5 separate regions of the Mus musculus genome follow, and all the other regions are linked to region 1. The links are chromatin contacts, called in public HiChIP or PLAC-seq and promoter capture Hi-C maps. All regions are on one chromosome and are shown on one strand. The core of a region is the stretch at or near the end of the contact, and the rest is flanking DNA. Distances in the headings are between cores, read along the strand shown. Region 1 holds the start of Cpd (carboxypeptidase D). Region 2 holds the start of Pipox (pipecolic acid oxidase). Region 3 holds the start of Tlcd1 (TLC domain containing 1). Region 4 holds the start of Fam222b (family with sequence similarity 222, member B). Region 5 holds the start of Phf12 (PHD finger protein 12).

What was found. Promoter capture Hi-C pulls out the DNA fragments that hold promoters and counts their contacts. HiChIP or PLAC-seq counts read pairs in DNA pulled down with a chosen protein or histone mark. Capture Hi-C pulls out chosen DNA fragments and counts their contacts.
Region 2: a promoter capture Hi-C map of neural stem cells shows a contact between it and region 1. The contact joins the promoter of Pipox here to the promoter of Cpd in region 1.
Region 3: a promoter capture Hi-C map of adipose tissue shows a contact between it and region 1, with 2.7 times the contacts expected there. The contact joins the promoter of Tlcd1 here to the promoter of Cpd in region 1. A contact is called at or near these places in 1 of 39 promoter capture datasets (pre-B cells), 1 of 115 datasets of contacts at active chromatin or transcription factors (pancreatic cancer cells) and 1 of 9 other capture datasets (adipose tissue).
Region 4: a promoter capture Hi-C map of pre-B cells shows a contact between it and region 1, with 2.6 times the contacts expected there. The contact joins the promoter of Fam222b here to the promoter of Cpd in region 1. A contact is called at or near these places in 2 of 39 promoter capture datasets (the C10 cell line and pre-B cells).
Region 5: a contact with region 1 is called in an H3K27ac HiChIP or PLAC-seq map of T-cell acute lymphoblastic leukemia, with 4 times the contacts expected there. The contact joins the promoter of Phf12 here to the promoter of Cpd in region 1. A contact is called at or near these places in 3 of 39 promoter capture datasets (the C10 cell line, neutrophils and pre-B cells) and 1 of 115 datasets of contacts at active chromatin or transcription factors (T-cell acute lymphoblastic leukemia).

Annotation. Positions count from the first base shown.
Region 1 is chr11:76,845,655-76,849,473 of GRCm38.p6, forward strand. It overlaps Cpd (carboxypeptidase D), which reads right to left and starts at 1,354. Exons shown (of 21, transcript NM_007754.2): 1 at 570-1,354. The coding sequence starts at 1,312.
Region 2 is chr11:77,892,365-77,896,438 of GRCm38.p6, forward strand. Pipox (pipecolic acid oxidase) reads right to left here and starts at 1,508. Exons shown (of 8, transcript NM_008952.2): 1 at 1,303-1,508. The coding sequence starts at 1,416.
Region 3 is chr11:78,177,313-78,181,475 of GRCm38.p6, forward strand. Tlcd1 (TLC domain containing 1) reads left to right here and starts at 1,346. Exons shown (of 4, transcript NM_026708.2): 1 at 1,346-1,744; 2 at 2,058-2,140; 3 at 2,228-2,310; 4 at 2,635-3,508. The coding sequence starts at 1,551. The coding sequence ends at 3,018. Mir7653 (microRNA 7653) reads left to right here and starts at 1,515; the gene lies at 1,515-1,575. It overlaps Rpl23a (ribosomal protein L23A), which reads right to left. Exons shown (of 5, transcript NM_207523.2): 3 at 4,105-4,163; 4 at 3,842-3,911; 5 at 3,623-3,685. The coding sequence ends at 3,671. It overlaps Snord42a (small nucleolar RNA, C/D box 42A), which reads right to left and starts at 4,034; the gene lies at 3,990-4,034.
Region 4 is chr11:78,093,157-78,097,200 of GRCm38.p6, forward strand. It overlaps Fam222b (family with sequence similarity 222, member B), which reads left to right and starts at 1,534. Exons shown (of 3, transcript NM_145430.3): 1 at 1,534-1,635.
Region 5 is chr11:77,981,459-77,985,449 of GRCm38.p6, forward strand. Phf12 (PHD finger protein 12) reads left to right here and starts at 1,358. Exons shown (of 15, transcript NM_174852.3): 1 at 1,358-1,919; 2 at 2,558-2,739. The coding sequence starts at 1,854.

The DNA of each region.
Region 1 (3,819 bases), core at 104-2,603:
TCTGAACTACATTCTGTCTCCCTGGCAGTGGAGCACTGAGTAACCAGGCTTAGATTCCCCGATGTTAGTCAACCAGTCTGCCCTTCAATTTCCCCGTATGCAAAACAAGAGTACCAGTGGTGTCTAGAGGATATGAGTGGTGTCTAGGTCGCCCGGTTGTGGTCAACATCGAGTGACATAATGCAGTCGCAGAAAGTGCTTGCCACAGTGCTTCTAGTGACAAGCTTAGCTACATACATAATGAAGGTGCTAACTTAGGAATCCTTAAAATCCGTACCCGTTGCTCATATACGATGGTCTTTCAAAAATAGGGATAGAATGGGAGGGGGGAAAAAGCCCCCCGGCTTGCCCTGCACAAATGACAGCCACAAGCAGGCTTCTTTACAGTTAGCAAGAGGAAGAGGTACTGCAACCTGGCCTCCGTTCCAGTTACTGGGTGTCACTCTCCACACCGACTGCCCCCGACCCCTTAGGCTGGCAAGCACTGTTTGGGCGCCTGCTGGCTGTCAAAATAAGCCTCCTGGCCTCGAAGGCTCACGTGGGACCGAAAGCAGTCAGGCAACGCTTACTTGTTCCTGCGGATCCAGTCGATGAGGGCGCGCACCTCCGGCACCTCATCCAGGGAAGGTGGCTCGCCGGTGCTGAACTGGTCAGGGAAGCTGCGGTTGAGGTCGCGGCCTCGGCTGTTGTCACGGCCGCTGGTCCCAGGCGGGCCGCTGTCGCCGAGGCCGCAGTCACCCTCGCGGGCACGTTCGAAGCCATCCGGGTTCAGGCTGGGCAGCAAATACACGTCGGTGGTGTTGAGCAGGCGGACCAGGCGCGGGTCCCCGCGGCGGTAGCCCGACGCCAGCTCGCGGGCCAGGTAGACCAACACCTGGCGTGACACCGTCTCGTCGCCGTGCATGTTACCCACCAGCTTCACCTGCGGCCGGCCGGGCAGCAGCGGCCCCGCGGCGTCCAGCCCCGCGGCGGCGGTGGGCGGCGGCCCCAGGCCCGCTGTGAGGCGCAGCACCCACAGCGGCCGGCCCTCCACCGAGCTGCCGATGCTGAAGAGACGCGCCAGGCCGGGTGGCCCCGCGGCCGCCGCCGCTTCCAGCGCCTCGCCCAGCGCCGCTTCGTGGTAGTAGTGGTCAAACTGGCCCTCGGCCGCCTCGGAGCCGCCAACGGTTGTCGTGGTCGCCTCAGCCTTCTTGATGTGCGCCGCCTGGGCCGAGCTCCTCAGTAGCAGCAGCAGCAGCAGCAGCGGTGGCGGCGGCAGCAGACGCAGGCGTCCCAGCCGCCAGGGCGGCCGCTCATCCCGGCCGCTCGCCATCTTCCAGCAACGCCGCTAATACCGCTCCGCTCCAGCGGCTCCACACTCCGGGAGGCGGCAGCCCGCCGGATCCCCTCCGCGCCTAGCAACCCCATCCCGCCTTCCAGCCTTAGCCAATCGTAGCCTTGAATGCTTGGGTGTCACTCTAGGGGGCGGGGCTTTCCTTAAAGCGGACGATTTTCCCTCTGGGCGTGTCTCCACTCCAGTCCTTAGGGACTTTAGTCGCTTTCCTTTCCTCCACTAAGGTTCTACCCTCTGTCTTCCCGCCTCCCTATTTCCTCTTCTACTTCTCTCGTTTTGTTTTGTTTTGTTTTGTTTTGTTTTGTTTTTTGCTCAGTCTCTTCTTTATGGCTTCTCCTCTGAAATTCTCTGAGAGCTTTTACTAGCCCCCTTCTTCGTTGCAGCATTTCTTAGCTACGCTTTAATGCTTTAGAGTCAGTAATCAAAAGAATCGAAAGGTTCCAAAGATTAAAGGACTCTTGAGAAAATCAGGAAGTTAGAAAGAATCTTAATCTCCTTGGAGAATCAAAGACCTCCTTAGTCCCATCTCCTTTGCACCTTCCTCCCCGCCCCCCCCCCATCCCCCTTGATCGGTTCTGCCTGGGCTTGAGCCCATCTGCCTACATGCAGTTGAAGAGAATGAGACACCTCATAAAGCAATCAATTCTATTTTTGATTTGTCGCGTGACTAGGTATCTCCTTTATTAAGTGGAAACTTCCATAGTAGGCGCCCTCTGTCTTAATGTGGTCTTAATTGGCCATTCAAAAGTGTTGGATTGTAACTATCTTCTTTGTGTGCTGGTCTCTGCTCTCACTGAGGAGATATCGTTTTTTAGTGACCTTACCCTCCTCTCACACTTCTTTTGAGTAGGAGCATCTAGATCACCTCTATACAGCCATAGCTATAGTTTTGGAATGCTGTCTTTAAGAGATAGATTTGCCATGTCTAGAAATACCTGCTTGGCAAGTGTACTTCCCCCAAGGTATTTGGGTAAGTCCAGAAAAACCTAACCTTCCAAGTAAAGTTTAATCACGTTAGCTTGAAGAAATTTGAAGTTTGGCAATCCTTTTATCAAGCGTGAAATTCTAACCCATCTAATGACATAATTGTGATAACCATTATCATTCCCTTCTTTCGGTGCTGGATGGTTCGAGTTTCTGAACTCTAATTGAATCTTCATAGAGCCCGTGGAATTCACTGATTACTGAGTATTTATTGAGTAATTGGTGTCTGTCAAAGCTAGAAGCTGGGAAGCAAGGCATTGCTTGCATAGTTAGAGATCCAATGCAGGGATGAACAATGCAATACATCTGTGGGGACATTCCTGAGGAAAACCTCATTCAGTCTGAGGAGAAGGCAACCAAGAAGCTAGGGAAGAAGCCAAGATGGGAGTGAAGAATTCTGGATAGAAGGAGGAGCATGCACGGGAGGTTGGAAAGTTTACGAGCAGAGCCTAGGTGTTCTAGAATTGTTTGTAGGTTCAGGTTACTGGTGAAGGGGATCACAGAGGTATCAATAAAGAGCCAAGGATGGGTTTGAAGCTAATTTAGAAAAATCTCCCCCTGGCAGTAACTTGAAGAACAGAATAGGCAATCTTAAACATGAGGCCAAGAGACCCACAAGAAGCACATAATCCAAGAAGGTACTGAGTCCTTGAACAAGGATGGAGCTGGTGGAAATGGAAAGAAATGGCTGGAAATGACTTTAGGGGTGAAATGGGACAGTTCCTGCGGACCCAGAGAGAGGATGGCAGGCTGGCTCCAAATTGAACATTGCCATGGTAACAAGCAGTGCTGTGTGAAACTATTCCTGCAGAGACATGAACAAATGTCTGCTCACCACAGATATGGAACCAATGACAGACCAAAGCAAGGATACTACTAAAATTCAACTTGGTGAATCAATGAATTTTATTGATGTTACTTACAGGAATATGAGTCAGGGGTTGCTTACAGGAGCAGAAATCACTCAAAGACAATAGCTGCATCGCCAAAAGCCCACTCCACATGGGCGATGGCTCATAAACTGGAAAACTGGAGGGCACTACATAACTTGCAGGCAGTACAACAGGTTGATAGTGCATCTAGCAGTCAATTCAGTTGGCTTCAGCATCCTCTAGACAGGTGGTCTCTGCATCCTCCCAGAGCCTCTTCTAGGTACCTCAGCAGATCTGAGAGTGTGTCTTAGTAGTCTTTACTGCTTATATGCTTAGAGAGGGAGGAGTCTAGTGAATCTGGTCAGTTTCAGGGACTTCCTGAAGAGGCTGAAGTGTTTACTTCTGGGGCTAATGAAGCTTTCCAGCAAGATGGAAAGCTTCCCCTCCTCCTTTAGCATTCTGTACCTTAACATGTGACCCTCCGAGATAGAAGGTTTTGATCTTGGAGGAAATTGCTACAGAACACACAACCACTCTAGTTTTGAGAATACTTCTTCTTTTTGTCCCATTAGTCGAGGCTGTATGCTGCACAAGGGCTGTAACTCATCTGAAATAAAGCCCCAGCTCCAT
Region 2 (4,074 bases), core at 258-2,757, 1.0 Mb after region 1:
TCCTGGGGCCTAGACCTCTGGCCTTGCACAAAGGAGGCAAGTAGGTGCCCTGCAGATGAGCTATCTATTGCCCTAGACCTCTTTTTATTTCTTATTTGAGTCACTGTCATGTTATGTAGCCCAGGCAGGCCTTAAGCTTGCAATCCCCCTACATTGGTCTCCTGAGCAACTGGGATTTTCAGGTGCTCATCGCCAGGCCTAGATATTTTCAAATATTTCCATACTTCCAGGTCTCCTTGAGGCCCACTGATTGGCCAGGCATTCTGGTTAGCAATAGTACCTCAGCACTGACTAAATTTTTCCTTTTGTAAATAGCCCTGGCAGCCACCCATCCATTTGTTAATAACCTTCTATTATCCCACTGAATTCACACCCTGCTTAGATGCCTAGAAAAGCAGAGTCAGAAAACCTTCCAGATTATGCAAATCGAGCCCCATGGTTTTCCGGATCAGGAAAAGGATGTCATCTCACTGAGCCTTCAGGTACCCAGGATAAGGGAGCAATCTTAGGATTAGGGGGGTGCGGGGTGAAGCAAAATGGAGGTTTTCCTGCAGGTTGTAACAGAAATCCCTTGGGCTTTGGGAAAACAGAGGAACTGAAGACAATTCCCAGGATGTGGTAACCTGCTCAGAGAGCTGCAAGGCAGAATGGAAAGGAAGAAGCCACAGGGGTAGAAAACTCAACTTGACAGATTGCATAGGCCCCACCCCTGAGGGGCCCTGCAGGGTCCCAGTGCCACCCTCATTTGAAGCAGTCATGTGATCACTTTTCCTTTAAGGAAAGACGACCTGTGTCTTAGTTCCCGGGCATCAAGTGAGGAGGTCGCTGTTACCCAAAGGTGGAAGAATTCAACAGCAGCTCCTGCTAGGTTCTGGAAGGAGCAGCTGAGAAAACGCAGCTTTCTCCAAAGCTGGTACATCAGCCTTTGCCTCTAGGCAAAACTGTCTTTATTTAAGGTTACCCAGAGCAGAATTGATTCTTTTTCTGGTTGTATCAACCATGTGGGCAAAGACAAGACAGGGTTGCAAGAATGAAAAGAAGTGGGACACTTCTTGATCCGGGGCAAGAACTAAGAGACTTAAAAGAGTATACCAAGAAACCTCACGTGGACTTAAGGGTGGGAATTTTCTTTGCATTGTCAAGATCCACGTGAAGTGGCTACGAAGCTACGAAGTGCACAGAATTCCTGATGTCTGACCGTTTGGCTTCACTTATAGCCCAAAAATTCTGGAAAGCCCTCCCTAGGAGAGGAAAGAAGAGGGGACAGTCTTATATAGCAGAAGGGCAGAAGGCACAGTGTACCTGCTCCAGCAGGAGGACGCTCTTGGAGTGTTTGGCCAGGTGGTACGCGGTAAAGCAGCCCTGGATGCCTGCTCCAATCACAATAGCATCCCAGAAATCTGTCTGAGCAGCCATGATGCCACAAAGCCCACTGAAGAGAAGGCAAACAAAGGCACCTCCAGGCTACAGGGGGAGGAGGGAGGCAAAGTCCAGCTAAACTAGAGTTCCCACAATCCCTTGGGGCTCATGTCCTTGTCTTTCTTTCCCTCCCCAAAAAGCCTGGCACAGGGCTCAGCCTCCGCCTCCCCCTGCAGAGCAGAGCTGGGTGGACTGATTTGTGAGGTTTCGCCCAGCTCAGCTGCTAGCCTCACCCTTGCATCCCTCCAGTTTGCTATTCTTGGCTCAATTATTGTCATGCAAATGGCGCCTTCCCATGCCACCTTCCTGTCTCATTATGATCTTTGTCTCAGGACTTTGCCCGGAATTTCAATGCCTCCCAGACCAAGCTGGGCCCCGGGAATGCTGCCTCCCCCTGCTGGCTTCCCTCTCTGCAGCTTGATTTCCTCCAGAGAGCTACCCGGCCAGCCAAGAACTTGGCAGGATGCCCAGGGTATGGCCCTCCTCCCTGGTGGGTGGCGAGGTCAGGGGGTAGATGCAGGGGCCAACTGGGAGGGCAGTTTTGTGATTATGAAATCATTCTCAGTGTGTTTTACTTTCATGTTGAAAAAAGGACAATAAATGATCCTGAAGAGGAAAAAAAAAAATCCAGGAAAGGACAGTGCGAGGAAGAACCTTGTCCTCAGGCACACGGGGAACCAGGCACCAGCCAGCACACACAGGGGCCATGTGCAGAGAAGCCTTCTGTGCCAGGCAGCAGGCTCAATGGGGATTGTTACAGGCACTGGGGACAGAGCCAGGGTTGGCAGGTCCTGATTCTTATACACTTTGGGGGTCCATTTTAAGATAAAAGGGGAAAGGGGCCTGGAGGCTTAGCTCAGCGGTAGACTTTTGTGTTTGGCATGTTCGGGGTCCTGGGTTTAGCACCCAGCACTAAAAATAAAAGAGAAAAAAAAAAAAAAAAGAAAAAATTAGTCATGCAAAACTAGATGGCAGGACTTCGAAGAGACCGCTCAATTAGAGAGCCCCATGGTTGAAGTTTTATTAGCTTCCTGGTAAATCTGCCTCGGAATACATTATCTCATTAAATTCTCAGGATTTTTTTTTTTTTTTGTATGTGTGTGTGTGTATTTTTATCCTCATTTTTTTTGAGCAGATTAGAGATAGCCTCAAGTTCTCTGTCGGTTTTCCCATTACATGCTTGCCCAATAGAATACAGTGACTGCTACCCTCTTTCTGACCCAAGCCTTTGGACATCTTCTTGTGTTGAAGCACTCGTTCTTAGACCCTGAACCAACATGTTAGAAGTCCAGCCACTCTGTGAGAGAGAGAGATGAGAAAAGTCACACATAGGAAGAGAAGCCATTTTGGACCTTGTGTCCAGACAAACTAACCACCCATGACCTGACCCAGTCCATGGCACGTGACCCAACAGCCAAGCTGTGTCAGCATTCCCCAGTTTTATGAAGTAAAATAAAATGCTTGTTTTTAGACACTAACTTTTGAGGTTGGTTGTTTATAATCATAAACACACCACTAAACAGACAAAGATGGCAGGATCTGCCCAAGGACCCATTCTAGGTGTGCCAAGAGGCTAAGATGTGAACCCAGGTCTATCTGCTCCAAAACTTACTTCTTGTTAGTATTTTCTTTCGTTTTTTTTGGATACAGGGTCTCATGTATCGCTTAACTGGCCTCCAACCTGCTTTGCCTCCACAGGTGACCTTGAACTTCTGATTTTTCTGCCCCTACCTCCTGGGAAAATAGACCCGTACCATCATGTTGGTTTAATATGGTGCTGAGGACCAAACCCAGGGCTTTACCAATGAATGTTAGGCTGAAACTCTGTTACCTGAGTCACAAGCCCAGCCCGGGGACACTTCCCTCTCACTACAATGCTATAGTGACAATGAGAGAACTTATAGTCGTGATTCTGATTTTAACATTTTGCTGTGTATCTGGTGGCCATACAGTGGAAGAGAGAAAACAATGATGGGGGGGGGGGGCACAGTGGCTGACTGAATCCCCAGCAACACGTCCACAGACAATCCCCAGACTAGCCTTAGCAACTAGTTGTCTTCTGCCTGGTCTTTCCTTTCCTAGTAAAATAGGAACGCAAAGAAGGACTGCCATTTGACTGGATTTTTTTTCCTTCCTTCTGAGGGAGGAAAAAAAAAATAGAGTCTAAAGGTCACTGCATTCTGTCCCCTCCCTCCTCCCCAACCCCACAGAGGACAGGATAACATCTGCCTCATCGCTGGACAGATCCCTTACAGTAAAATAATAGCAGATATAACCAAGAAAAATATGGTACCCTGAGTGTGTAAGGGCTTGATAGAAATATATAAGATCGGCCCCTGGATTTCTTGTGATAAGATGTCAGCGGAGATGAACAGCTTGCACGCAAGGAAAAGCAGGCAATAAATCCTTGCATGGAAGTGTGCCCAGTCTCACCAGCAGGCGAAGAGAAGGGAATTAAATAACTCGAAGGTACTATTATGTGTCTATTAAATAAACAAAAATAAAAATGATACAACCTTATTATGTTGTCCGAGTTGCAATTCATACAGGGTCCCGTGGAGCGTTCTGGGGCCATGGACAGTAGGATAAAATAGTTCAAATATTCTGACCTAGAAATTCTACTTGGTGAACTATTCCCTCGGGGGAGGAGAAGGC
Region 3 (4,163 bases), core at 96-2,595, 1.3 Mb after region 1:
AGAAGGTTCTATGCTTCTGTCCAGAAATAGTGGGCTGGTTGGTATCGCTGCTAGGGTTTCGACCAGGATGAATGAAATCCTGACTTCTTCATGACGCCTGCAGCTCTAAGGGAGTTATAAAATGTCAGTATTCAGGAGGTGGTCCTTAGCTAACAACGTTCCTATTTCTCAGTGGGCGAGAGAAGGGTTGTTTATTTTTTGTCCCTGCCCCGCCCCAAACTAGCCTACGTGGAGGGAACCTGTGGTCACTGGCTCAGGCCGGAGTTGGCTGGGGAAGCAAAGAGGGAGTGCTGGGGTAAAACGCTCACACAAAACATTACATCGTGCTATCACTTAGTAACCGAATGGGCCTTGAGTGACCCTGGGGACCTCTGGGAGTTAATGTGTAACCCTGGAACCATCAGGGAAGGCAGCAAATACCCAAAAGGCATAGGTGCCTGGGAGTCTGAGCTTGGGCTTTTGCCCCTCAACATCTTGAAACACCGTTCTCCTAGTCCCCACTTTTTGCCCTCGTTGTCCACTTCCACCTCCCAAAGGCACACTCCCTTCATTCAGCACCGCCTCTGGGTTGCTCCTTTTCTCCTGGTCTGCCGATCCCGCTCCGCAGAGCAACTGCCTTACTCTCTGGAGTGGAGGCGGGCTTGGATCCCGCATCACAGTGAGGACAGACTGACACCTAGTGGCCAGAAGCCGCATCTACTCCAGGCCGCTGCCCTGGAGAGAGGGTCACCCCAGCTGTCTGGGCAAATCGGCAGCCTTCCCCGCCCCAGCCTCCAAGGAGCCAGAAGAGGGTTGGGACTGTCTGAGGGAGGACTGTGACAACCGCTGTGTTCCAGGAGCCCAAGAACGATGGGGAGAAGTGTGGTGATGGTGGGTGACTCAACAGTTCCTAAGCACCACTCGTGCGGGGCGCGGGAGAAGCAGGTAAACACGTCGATCCCGGTCCAAGAGAGGAATCGAGTCTGGGCGGAGCCGTGGTCTGAGGCGGCGCTCCTGAGCCCCCGGGTTTAGCGTTCAGCAGCCCGGTCTGTGCGACGGTCCCGCCCAGCTCTGCCCTGAAAGAGTTGAGAGAGGAGCGTTCTCGCAGAACCTGCCCAGGGTGTAGGAGCTGGTGGCGGCAGAGAAAGTCGGGAAGTGGGCTAGTGGGGCCGTACGCACGAGGGCGGCCGAGGACGCCTTCGGATGTCGGGAGGCGCCAGACAGGGTGCCTCGGCAACGATGGCGAGGACAGCCCCTTCGCGCTCGAAGTCGGCCGATTCCGGGCGGGGCCCTGGGGGACACCGGCCTCGCGCCCTCCTCGCGGCAGAGGCGCCCGAGGGGCGGGGGCAGGCGGCGGGGCGGGGCGGGGGCGAGGGCGGCAGGGGCGGGCAGAGGCCTCACTGGGAACGCGGGGAGGAGCGAAGGGGCCTTGAGGGCTCCGCGAAACTGTGGGGCTGGCGGCCCGCGGCAGAAACGATCGTGGCGCGCTGGCCAGAGAAGGAACGGTGTTCCCAGAACTGTCGGAGGAGACGGCTTAAGGGGCGGACAGACAGACGGCAGGAAGGGTCAGCATGCCCCTACTGTTCCACCCCGCCTGGCCGCTGCTCCTGGGCGCCACGCTGACCTTCCGGGCACTCCGGCGCGTGCTCTGTCGCCTGCCCCAGCCTGCACACGTGCAAACCGACCCCCTGCGCACCTGGCGTTGGCACAACCTACTCGTCTCTTTCACCCACTCCATTGTATCAGGGATCTGGGCACTGCTGTGGTGAGTGAACAACCCGGGGTAAATGAGATGGCCGTGGGATCTTTCGCGGGGTGCTCGGACTGGGCTCCCTCTTGCTATTCCCATCACGGGTGAACAGACGCCAAGGATCTCACCTGATTCCGTTTGGAAAACTACCCAACCAAGAACGGCTGTGGGAAACCCAAGGTACCTGGGCTTTGGCCAAGTCCCTCCTTACTCTTCAACCAGCCAATAGTAGGCGCACAGAGCACCCTGGGACTGGCAAGACTGTTGGGGGAGGCGAGGGTCCTCCGGGAGGCTACAACCGCGAGAACATCCCTTTTCTCTATTCCAGCTTATGGCAAACCCCTGAAATGCTGGTGGAGATTGAAACAGCGTGGTCAGCTTCTGGCTATTTGCTTGTTTGCTTCTCTGCAGGTAGGTTATGCCCAAGAAGGTTAAGATTAGATTGGAAGATAATTTCAAAGTGTTCAGTCTTTTCCTCTTTCCCTACCTCTCCACTAGGATACTTTATCCACGACACAGTGGACATTGTGGTTAGCAAGCAAACTCGAGCTTCTTGGGAATACCTTGTTCATCATGTCATGGTAAGGGAGAACCCGGTGAAATGACACAGGCAAAATCTTCACAACCCCTGGAGCCAGGGAGGGAGGCCATCTTAACCCAGCAGCGTCTGACTTCTAAGTTGCCTAAGACTCTCTCAATGTTTAAACACCTTCTGGGGACAGCAGAGTGCCTAGGCCTATCTACTATCTAGGTAAACAGACCAGGATGTCATACAGAGTTAGACCCTCGTGGACAAAGTCTAACGCTAGTGAATAAAGAAACCTTAGCAGTAAAGTTGGTGTTCCTCAGCTTCCGACTGATATGACCTGTTTTCATGGGCCCTTGTTCTGTCACTTGTCCCCTAGGCTATGGGCGCCTTCTTCTCTGGTATCTTTTGGAAAAGATTTGTTGGTGGTGGCGTCTTAACACTACTGGTAGAGGTCAGCAACATCTTCCTCACCTTAAGGATGATGATGAAGATAAACAATGCTCAGGATCTCCTCCTCTACAAGGTCAACAAGTATATCAACTTGGTCATGTACTTCCTCTTCCGATTGGCCCCTCAGGCCTACCTCACCAAGTTCTTCCTACAGTATGCTGGCCAGAGGACCCTGGGCACATTCTTGTTGGCCATCCTGCTCATGCTGGACTTGATGATAATCATCTACTTTTCTCGCCTCCTCCGCTCTGATTTCTGCCCTGAACGTGCACCCAGGCGCCAACAAAAAGACAAATTCTTGACTGAGTGAGAAAGTAGAACCCAGGACTTGTAAAAGGGATGGCAAGCACAGCCAATTGCTCTGTAACATAAACTAGTACTCTGCCCCAAGCTTGGGTGTATTCTGGGGCCAGCCTTTCCACCTTAAGCTTACACCCACACTATTGAAAACACTAATGAAAGCTCTCTGAAGTCCTGTTCTTGGGCAAGGGTTGAGGGAAGCAGACCAACCGGTTGGGCATGGCTAAATGGGTGAGGACAAGACACTGTCCAAAAGCCTGCCAACCCATACTGCCCTGAAATGGATGCTGACAATTCTAAAATAACCCCTCTGCTCTTCCAAACCCTGGTATTGGTTTCACACCAGCCTGTAGCAGGGAAGGAATTCTTGTAAAGCTTGTCCTTTGAGCCTGTGATGGAGCAGTGTCCCAGGAGAACCAACACCTGTCTATAATAAATGACCCTGGTACTGAGCTAGCATGGGGACTGCATCATCATGTGTCCCCATTGGGTTAAGCAAATCAAGTCTTAATTGCTCAGAGCTGAGAAAGCCCTGGGTTTGATCCCAGCACCCACCCCGCAGCATGGCCTTGTCCCCAGCCCAACTAGAAAGCGACAAATGACAAGCAGCATTATTTATGGTGAAAAAAGTATATATTTAGAATTAGCCATCTGGACTCAGTTTAGATGATCCCAATCTGAAAAACAAAACAAAACGGAGCTGAGTTACTGGAGCTGAATTCCTTAAGGTTAAGTGTGCTGGGAGGACAGGACAGGGAGGGCGGGGCTTGTTAGAGAGTGCAGTCAGATTTGCTGTTGATGCAGCATCTAAACAGAGAAATGATTATGCTTACCTTGTTGGCAACATCTAGGGCATCATAATCAGGAGCCAAGCGAACATACGCCTTCTTCTCTCCGTCGGGCCTGTGTGGAGAAGGAAGCCTCAGAGTTAGATGCTCACAACCCCTGCCCTTCCCACACCCTTCCCATATCCCTCCTCAGCATCAGTGGTTCCTTTGTTGGTGTCATTCTTTTCCAAACATTGAGTTTTCCATCATTTGCACAGAGCTTAAGTAAAGGCCCACAAGCTTTCTGATCTCTGCCTGGCCCAACTCACCTTATCAGGGTATTGACTTTGGCCACATCGATGTCATAGAGTTTCTTGACAGCCTGTTT
Region 4 (4,044 bases), core at 284-2,783, 1.2 Mb after region 1:
GTCCCCAAGGCTTATGTGAGCAACCCTAATTAAATTTGAGTCCCTCTATCCCAGACCAGTTAGGAGGCAACTCACTCATTAAATTTGCACCTGTGTATACTGTATTAGATACCAATTAGTTCATAGCAATTTGTAGCAACCAACTTACATTTTTAAAAGACAGAAGCCTCTGACAGGAATGTAGCTCAGGCCTGTAATGTTGTTATTCAGGAGGCTGAGGCAGGAGGATCACAAATTCAAGGCCACCATGGACTACATATGGGATTCAAGACCAGTCTGGGATACTAGTGAGATTCTGTCTTATATAGCCAAAGTTGTCATCATCACCTCAGTATTAATACATTTGTAAGCATTTCATGAAAACCCTTCGGGTTCCTGGGTACTTCTCTGAAAAAAAAAAAAAAAAAAAAAGACAGAAAGAAGTAACACCAATTTCTTTTTTTTTTTTTTAAGATTGATTTATTTATTTTATGAGTACACTATAGCTGTCCTCAGACACACCAGAAGAGAGTGTTGGATCCCATTACAGATGGTTGTGAGCTACCACGTGGTTGCTGGGATTTGAACTCAGGACCTCTGGAAGAGCAGTCAGTGCTCTTAACCACTGAGCCATCTCTCCAGAGCCCAAATTCTTTTAAAAATGTAGCTCTGGATATCCTAGAACTTCATCTGTAGATCAGGAGAGCCTCAAACTCACAGAAATCCTCCTGCCTCTGCAAAGATTCATGGAGTGCTCCATTCCGTCCGGGTGTTAGTTTATTAAACACTTAAGAGTTCCATTAAATATAGTTGTATGGGCTGGTGAGATGGCTCAGTGGGTAAGAGCACCCGACTGTTCTTCCGAAGGTCCAGAGTTCAAATCCCAGCAACCACATGGTGGCTCACAACCATCTGTAACAAGATCTGACGCCCTCTTCTGGAGTGTCTGAAGACAGCTACAGTGTACTTACATATAATAAATAAATAAATCTTTAAAAAAAAATATAGTTGTATAGGGGCTGGAGAAATGTTCAGCGACTATGAGCACTCGCTGCTGATGCAGAGGACTGAAGTTTGGCTACTAGGATCGATGTCCGTCCAGTCGCTCATAATCGTAAGTATTAATATTTCAAGTACTGTTGGGTACGTGCTACTACTACACAGGGATAAAGGTCTTCTTTATCGGTTTGCAAAAAGATCTGACTCCGTAGTCAGAGATGTACAGTAGGGAACGAGTCTGCAATTTCTTCCACGCCTAAAAGATTTGGTCTTTAAGTGCAGGCAGGATCCAGAATTCTGGTGGGATAAATCTCAATTCAAGACTTTAGTAATTTAGGCAAGATATTCTAGAGGCCTAAAAGGAAGGCTCAGTAGCCACATTCCCTAAGACCTAAAATATCCAAGGCCAGCGAGCGGCCATGCCCACTTGAGACCCAGAGAAGCAGGACATCAGGCAATGATAAAGACGTCCCCGGAGCGAGGTGCGCAGGCGCTGACTGCCGGAGAGGGCCCCGGGCAATCCGGGCTGCGCAGGCGCAGAAGCAGCTCCCGGCCAGTCCGGACGGCGGCTGTGATTGAGAGGCTGGGGCGTGGAGCAGCAGTGGCGGCGACCGGCGACAACGGAGCAGCCATGAGGGCCGGGCCCAGTCACCGACAGTGAGTGGTGGTTTAAGGGTAGTGGACTCTAAGGAATGCAGATATGGCGTGGTGGAAGGACACCCTGACTAGCGGGGTGGCTTCTACTTGTCGGGGACGGAGGTCGTGGGGGAGGGATAGTTTGAGGTGATGATGGTGGAGCATTTGGAGCATGGATGATTAGGTCATGAGTCCCAGAGCTGGACAGCTTGGCGGAGGGAAGGGGTTGCGTTTCGTGGAGTGAGGGCGCACACGGCAGGACCAGTGCCTCGCGCTGTCTGGTTTGTCATCATCCCTTCCCCCAGGAGCTTTGGGTCGCCTCTCCCTTTCCGCTTCTTTCAGAGAATGGTTGCTGGGGGGGAAGGGTGGTGGAAAATAAAAGCCGTGCTGGAGCTGAAGAAGTCCACTCTGAACCAGTCAGAGAAGGACTGGTCACTGGAGTTATGATGTGCCCTGGGTAAAGCTTGGGAGTCGGAAGCTCTGTTTAAATTCAGGAGGAATCTAGGTTAAAGAGCTAAGGACATGGAGTCAGGTTTGGAACCAAGTCCAGCACAGATAAACCTGATCGATAACCTTGGATAGGACCCACTTAACCTTTCTGGTTCTCTGGAAGATCCAGCATTAAATGCTGGGCTTTTGTAAGCTTCATATATTGGTTGAGAGAGCTTATGAAACCTATAGATTGGAAATACTATACGGATGCTAGTATGTACCAGCAATACGATCAGATTTTAGACTCTATGGTTATTAATGGAGTAACTGATTTCTCCATCAAAACAAAGCATATTTGTAAAACCTCAGTAGACAAAAATATGTGCACCCTGCATAAGTACAGCAGATCATCTGTAGAAATAGCACTTTCTTCCGTGGTGTGACAAATTCTCTGTCAAATTGAATAGGAAAAGTACCCTACTCCTGTGCCTTTTTACATGGTATGCAGCTTCTGACCCAAGAGGAAGCAAATACAGCCTGAAGCACTGAGCTATGTTCTCAGCCTTCCTTTTGCTTTTTATTTTGAGACTAAGTTTCACTAACTTGCTTATGCTGGTCTTGAATTCAAGCACTAGTTGAGTTTGAATTAACAGTCTTGCCTCTGTTTCCCCAGTAGCTGGGGTTATAGGCGTACCTGGCTGAGATTCGGGAGGGCTCCTCTGTTAATGCTTGTGTGCCAAGCAGTTTATTAACTGAGCCATTTATCTCCCCAGCCTCTACTTGATGCTGGAACCTGAGCCTGGGTTTTGAGTGTGCTAGGCAAGTGCCCTATCACCAGCCCATTTTGTTTTGTTTTGTTTTAATTGAGACGGTGCCACTACATTACCTAGGCTGCCCTTGAATTTTCAGTACCCCTGCCACAGCCTCCTAAAAGTAACTGGGATTACAGTTTTCCATCATCAAGCCCAGAATAGGCTTCTATTATTATTATTATCATTATCATTATTATTATTTAGTCCATTTTCTACACTCCAGATTTTATCCCCCTCCTGATCCATCCTCTGATGGTTCCCCATCCCATACCTCCTCCCTACCCTGTCGGCAGCTGCTGCTACCTCCTCCTCCTCCTCCTCCTCCTCCTCCTCCTCCTCCTCCTCTTCTTCTTCTTCTTCTTCTTCTTCTTCTTCTTCTTCTTCTTCTTCTTCTGTTGCTGCTGCTGCTGCTGCTGCTGCTGCTGCTTCTTCCTCTTTCTCTTCTTCTCCTCCTCCTTCTTTTTTAAGACAAGGTTTCTCTGTGTAGCCCTGGCTGTCCTGAACCCTGATTTCTCTTATTATATTTTTAAAAATTTGTTTATTTGGAGCCTAGAGAGATGGCTCAGTGGTTTAGAGCACTTGCTGCTCTTAAAGAGGGCCTAGGTTCCATTTTTAGCACTTACATGATGGTTCACCATCATCGTTAACTCCAGCTCTAGCCGATCTGCCTTCTTTATTTTGTAGGAAAAAGAACAAGTTTATTTAATGCCCTGCAAAGAAAGCAAAGGGGATTGATAATAATAGAAGATTGCCTGCCAGCCTCTGATACTTTTTAATTTTAAAAGCTTCCTTTGCAAGAGTCTGGTTGCCCTAGGGCGTTCTCTGTTTTGGAGTGGTGTACAGCCACAGCTTTTCAACTCTTTTTCTTCGTTGTTTATAGTCTTCTGCCAGAAATCTCTTCTGTGAAGTGAGAAGGACAAGTAGGTAGTTGTGTAAGGGTCTAGGAGATGGCTGGTTCTGTGAGAGGCTGGAGGAGCGCTCCCGGGGCTTTGTTGCTGAGGGTGGATAAAGCGAAGGACAGAGTTAAACTGTGCGCTGCCACGGAGGGAAAGTGCTTTTCTAGACACAGCTTTCTAAAGATAAGTGCGGATGCCTTTCAAGTGCACAGAAAGGCAGATACTTTAGCCCTGCTGGCTCTGAGGAACGAGAGCTTGAAACAGTGAGGCCTTTTGAAAATTGGGGAGTG
Region 5 (3,991 bases), core at 108-2,607, 1.1 Mb after region 1:
CTAGTCTACATAACAAGTTCTAGGGCTGCGGAGTAAGACTGTCTTAACAGAACGAACAAACGAAAGAAAGAAACGGCAGGACATAGCTGCATGTCACCAGTGTTAATTAATGCCTAGTGGGGTTCATTCATTCGCAATTAGGCAGAGTATCTGTCCATATTGGAAAGTGATAACAAGGGCATAACAGCGCACACCCAAAGAGAGGTATGTCTCTCTGCTCAGAATGCGAGGTGAGGGGCTCAAACTACAAACCCCAGTGTGCAATACGGCAGCTCTCAAAAGTATCCTTTCCCGGCAGGCTTTTCTTCGTGTACATCCTATGGTCCAGTGCAGCGCCTGAAGGCTGAACTACAACTCCCACAATCCATCAGATCCATCGCGAGTCTAACTACCAGAGTGCAAAGCGGTCCCGTTCACCCTTTGAACTCTGCGCGTTGCAAGATGGGGATTGAAGTCAGCTGTAGGCAGGTAGCTGGGCGTTGTCAGGATTACGGACTGTTTGGGCTTTTGACTTCCTCTTTCGGAGTAGTTCACAGGGACAGTGGTTAAGAGAGGGTAAGAACAGCTTGAAATATCTTGGGTTCCATCGGGACCCAAGGCAGCAATGCTCGTGCTAAAATTAGGTGCTGAGAGTGGAAATGAAGTGGAAAGAGCAGTCATCCGATCTGCCACCAAAAGCGTCTTTTTTTTTTTTTTTTTTTGTCGCAATGCTTTTTTTTTCCCTCTTTACCAATATGGCGGCCTAGTCCAGACACACCTGACACTGGAGACAAACAGTCCACTACACCATCCATATGGGTACTGCTGCAGCCGAAAGCTACCAGCTCCATACAGCATCCCACGCTCCTCCTTGGTCGTGACTGAGGACTCCAAGGGCATGGTAGCCCCAAATCTCATTACCAAAATGGCGAAAGGAGAAGCTTTTTTTTTTTTTTTTTTTTTTTGTGCAGGCCTCCAGGTACAACGCGCCTGCGCGTGAGGCGGCTGTGTGAGGGGACGGGAGGGTGGCGACCCAACACGCCTGCGCGGGACCAGAGCCCGTGGTCCGCACACAAACACCAATGGGTGATGCGTCTTCCAGTTCCTGCGGCTGCGCCGTGACCCCTACGCGCTTTCCCAGGCGCCTAAGCGAGGCCTCAGGTTCCGCCCTCCAATCGCAGTACGCCGGCGCACGGCGGAGAGGCGGGGCTTCTGGGCTCCGGGCGAATGCCAGCGCGGCTGCGCGCCGGGGGGTACCCCATCACCGCGGCTGCGCGGGAGCCAGGCCGCCGGCTGTCACTGCGGTTGCGCGCGGCGAGCGGCGATCCCGGGGCGCCTGCGCGGGTGGCTTTGCGGGCGCTCGCGGTAAGTTTGCGCCAAGTGCGCGGCAGCCGGGACGCAGACGGCAGCGGCGGCGAGAGGCGGAGCCCGGGGACCACCCCCCATCATCCTCCCCAGAGTCACCTCACGAACCACAACCTCACCTAACCTCTCACCCCCCCCTCCGGTCCCCCAAGCCCGGGATGGCAGCGCCCGCTAGCCTTCCCGGCCGGACCAGCGGTCGCCAGCGCCAGCTTTAGCCTGTGGGCCTAGGCCCCCGCCGAGGCCTGACCCCCGGAGCCGGGATCCACTGTGCAGCCAGCCGCTGGGCCGGGGCTGAGGGGTTGCTCCCCTCTCGCGGCCCGTGGGGAGGACGCTGCCGTCCCAGGGACTGGGGGCCGGGGGGTGGGGGGGAGCCAGGGCGAGGAAGTCGGAACCTGTGTTGGGAAGAGAGAAGGGGACCGGGGGTCAGAGGTGCCCCCTTCCCCTCCTCCCCCCTCCCCCCGGGGCTGGGGGGGCCGGAGCAGAGAGCGCCCAGCCCGAGAGGTGGATGAATGTGGGAGAAAATGGAGACCAAGACGATCGTGTACGACTTGGACACGTCGGGGGGGCTGATGGAGGTAAGAGTGGCCCTCATCCTTTTCCCCCCAGTGCCAGGAGGGTACCTCCGCCCCACAAAGCCGGCCCTAAGCTCGAAGCGCCAGAGGGCCGGGAAAAGGGGGGGTTGTTCTTCCTCACCCAGTCTCTTCCTCCCCTCTTTGCAATTTGGGGGACTGAGCTTAGCTTCCGAGGACGTCTGCAGCAGTTTCACCTACCAGCCGCCCTCGATTCGCTCCCTGAGGCTTCAGCCCACTCCATTTCATTGCACCGGCAGGCCTCCCCACCCCCTTCTTGTCGGCCCCTTTGTGCTTCCCCCTGCACGTCCGGGTACCAAGCTTCGGGCCTCTCCCGAGCCGGGCTTTGGAGTCCCCCACTGTCCATACAAGGAAGTGGCAAGAAGAGAACCGCGCACCCTCTCCCCATCCCCCTACCCTGGTCCTCCCCATTTGGAAGGAGCTTTTCTTGTTGTGCTGCAGGAACGCAGTTAGGGTGGGCTCCCCTTGATTCCGGGGACCGAGAGGTTCTGGAAGCAGCCTGGATGGGAGGAAGAAGGACAAAAGGGGGAAGAGGGGTGGGTGACGGAGAAGCGGCGCCGGTGGGACTACGGGCTACCCGGGAGCTCCGAATGTGCACACATGCCGTCTGTATGTGTGTGCAGCAAATCCAAGCTCTGCTGGCTCCCCCCAAGACGGACGAGGCAGAAAAGCGGAGTCGGAAGCCCGAGAAGGAGTCCCGGAGAAGCGGCAGGGCCACCAACCACGACAGCTGCGATAGCTGCAAGGAAGGTGGGGATCTCTTGTGCTGCGATCACTGCCCTGCCGCCTTCCACCTCCAGTGCTGGTAAGGGCTGGGGACCCCTTTGGAGCCCCTTGGCAGACCCTACTCAGCACATTCCTTCACCAGGCCTGTAGAAATAACGGGAGCTTGCAGCCGCTAGCCGACTCTCTAGTCGCTGGGGCGAGCGCCTCTGCGCCCTTGGTATTTGCCGGGATCCGGCCAATTTGCGGGAAGGAGCAGCGGCGTGTCTTGACCCCGGGATGGGGGTTGGGAGGAGTGAGGTGAGCCCCATCTGAGATTGGTTGTAGGTTGGGAGCCGGGACTGAGCGGCCGAGTGCGGCCGGCGGCGGCGGCGGCGGCGGCGGCGGGGGAGGAAGGGGAGGAGCTCCAGGTCCAGTGCCGCTTGGCGGCCGCGCGCGCCCGCCGCCCTTAGGGCTCCTGCCTGGCTGGGCTCTCCTTGGGCTTAATGCGCGGAGCCTCGGCCACCCAGTTAACCCTGGTCCTGACTCAGGAGAGCGGGTGCTTACGATGGTGCAGGAAATCATGAATGGTGTCTCTCAAGACCACTTCTCTGCCTCTGTGTTTACAATATGGCGACCTGCCTTTAAATTATATTTTTATTCTCAGCGCCATTTTGGCTGCATATATGATTTGCAAACGTCTTCGGGAGAACGGTGGAGGTAGCCCATGAGCCCTTTCTGCAGAAGCTTCTTGAGGACCAGGGCTAGGCTCTGCAGGCTTGATCCCTTTCTCTGCATCTTGCCCCCTGTTGCCACTCCGGTGCTGCCTCCCTCCTCCCCCTTCCCTCCTCCCTACTCCGCTGCTGCCTCTTAGGAAATCGGGCCGGGTTAGACAATTAAAATTGCCCTTGGGCGCCGATTTCTCTTCTCTGCTCTGGTTCAGCGAGCCCTTCGCCTCAAAATTCTTTGCTGCTGGGGCAGGATTGTGTTCGGTGGCTCCGGAAAGGCAGTTTTAAGCAGCTGAGAGCTGGAAAGCTGTGAGCTCTCCCACCCCAACTGAAGGGGGTGGGGGTGGGGCTGGGTTGATCACCCGCTGCGCTGCTTGATCCTTCTCAGCCGCTCAGCCCAGAGCACTCCTGCAAAAGAGTTTAAACTATCTTCTGCCAGAAGATCACCTTTCTGCCCTGCACACAAACCCCACATCTCTACTTTGAACCCAGATAGCCTCTTGTTCTGTTCAGCAACAGTTGACCCGAGGCTAGTGCTTGGGAGAAGATGGCTCCTGGGGTGGGGTAGGGGGGTTGTTCGTTCCCATTCTGATTGGAAAGGAGGGGTTCCTGTTCTTTGTTTTGTGC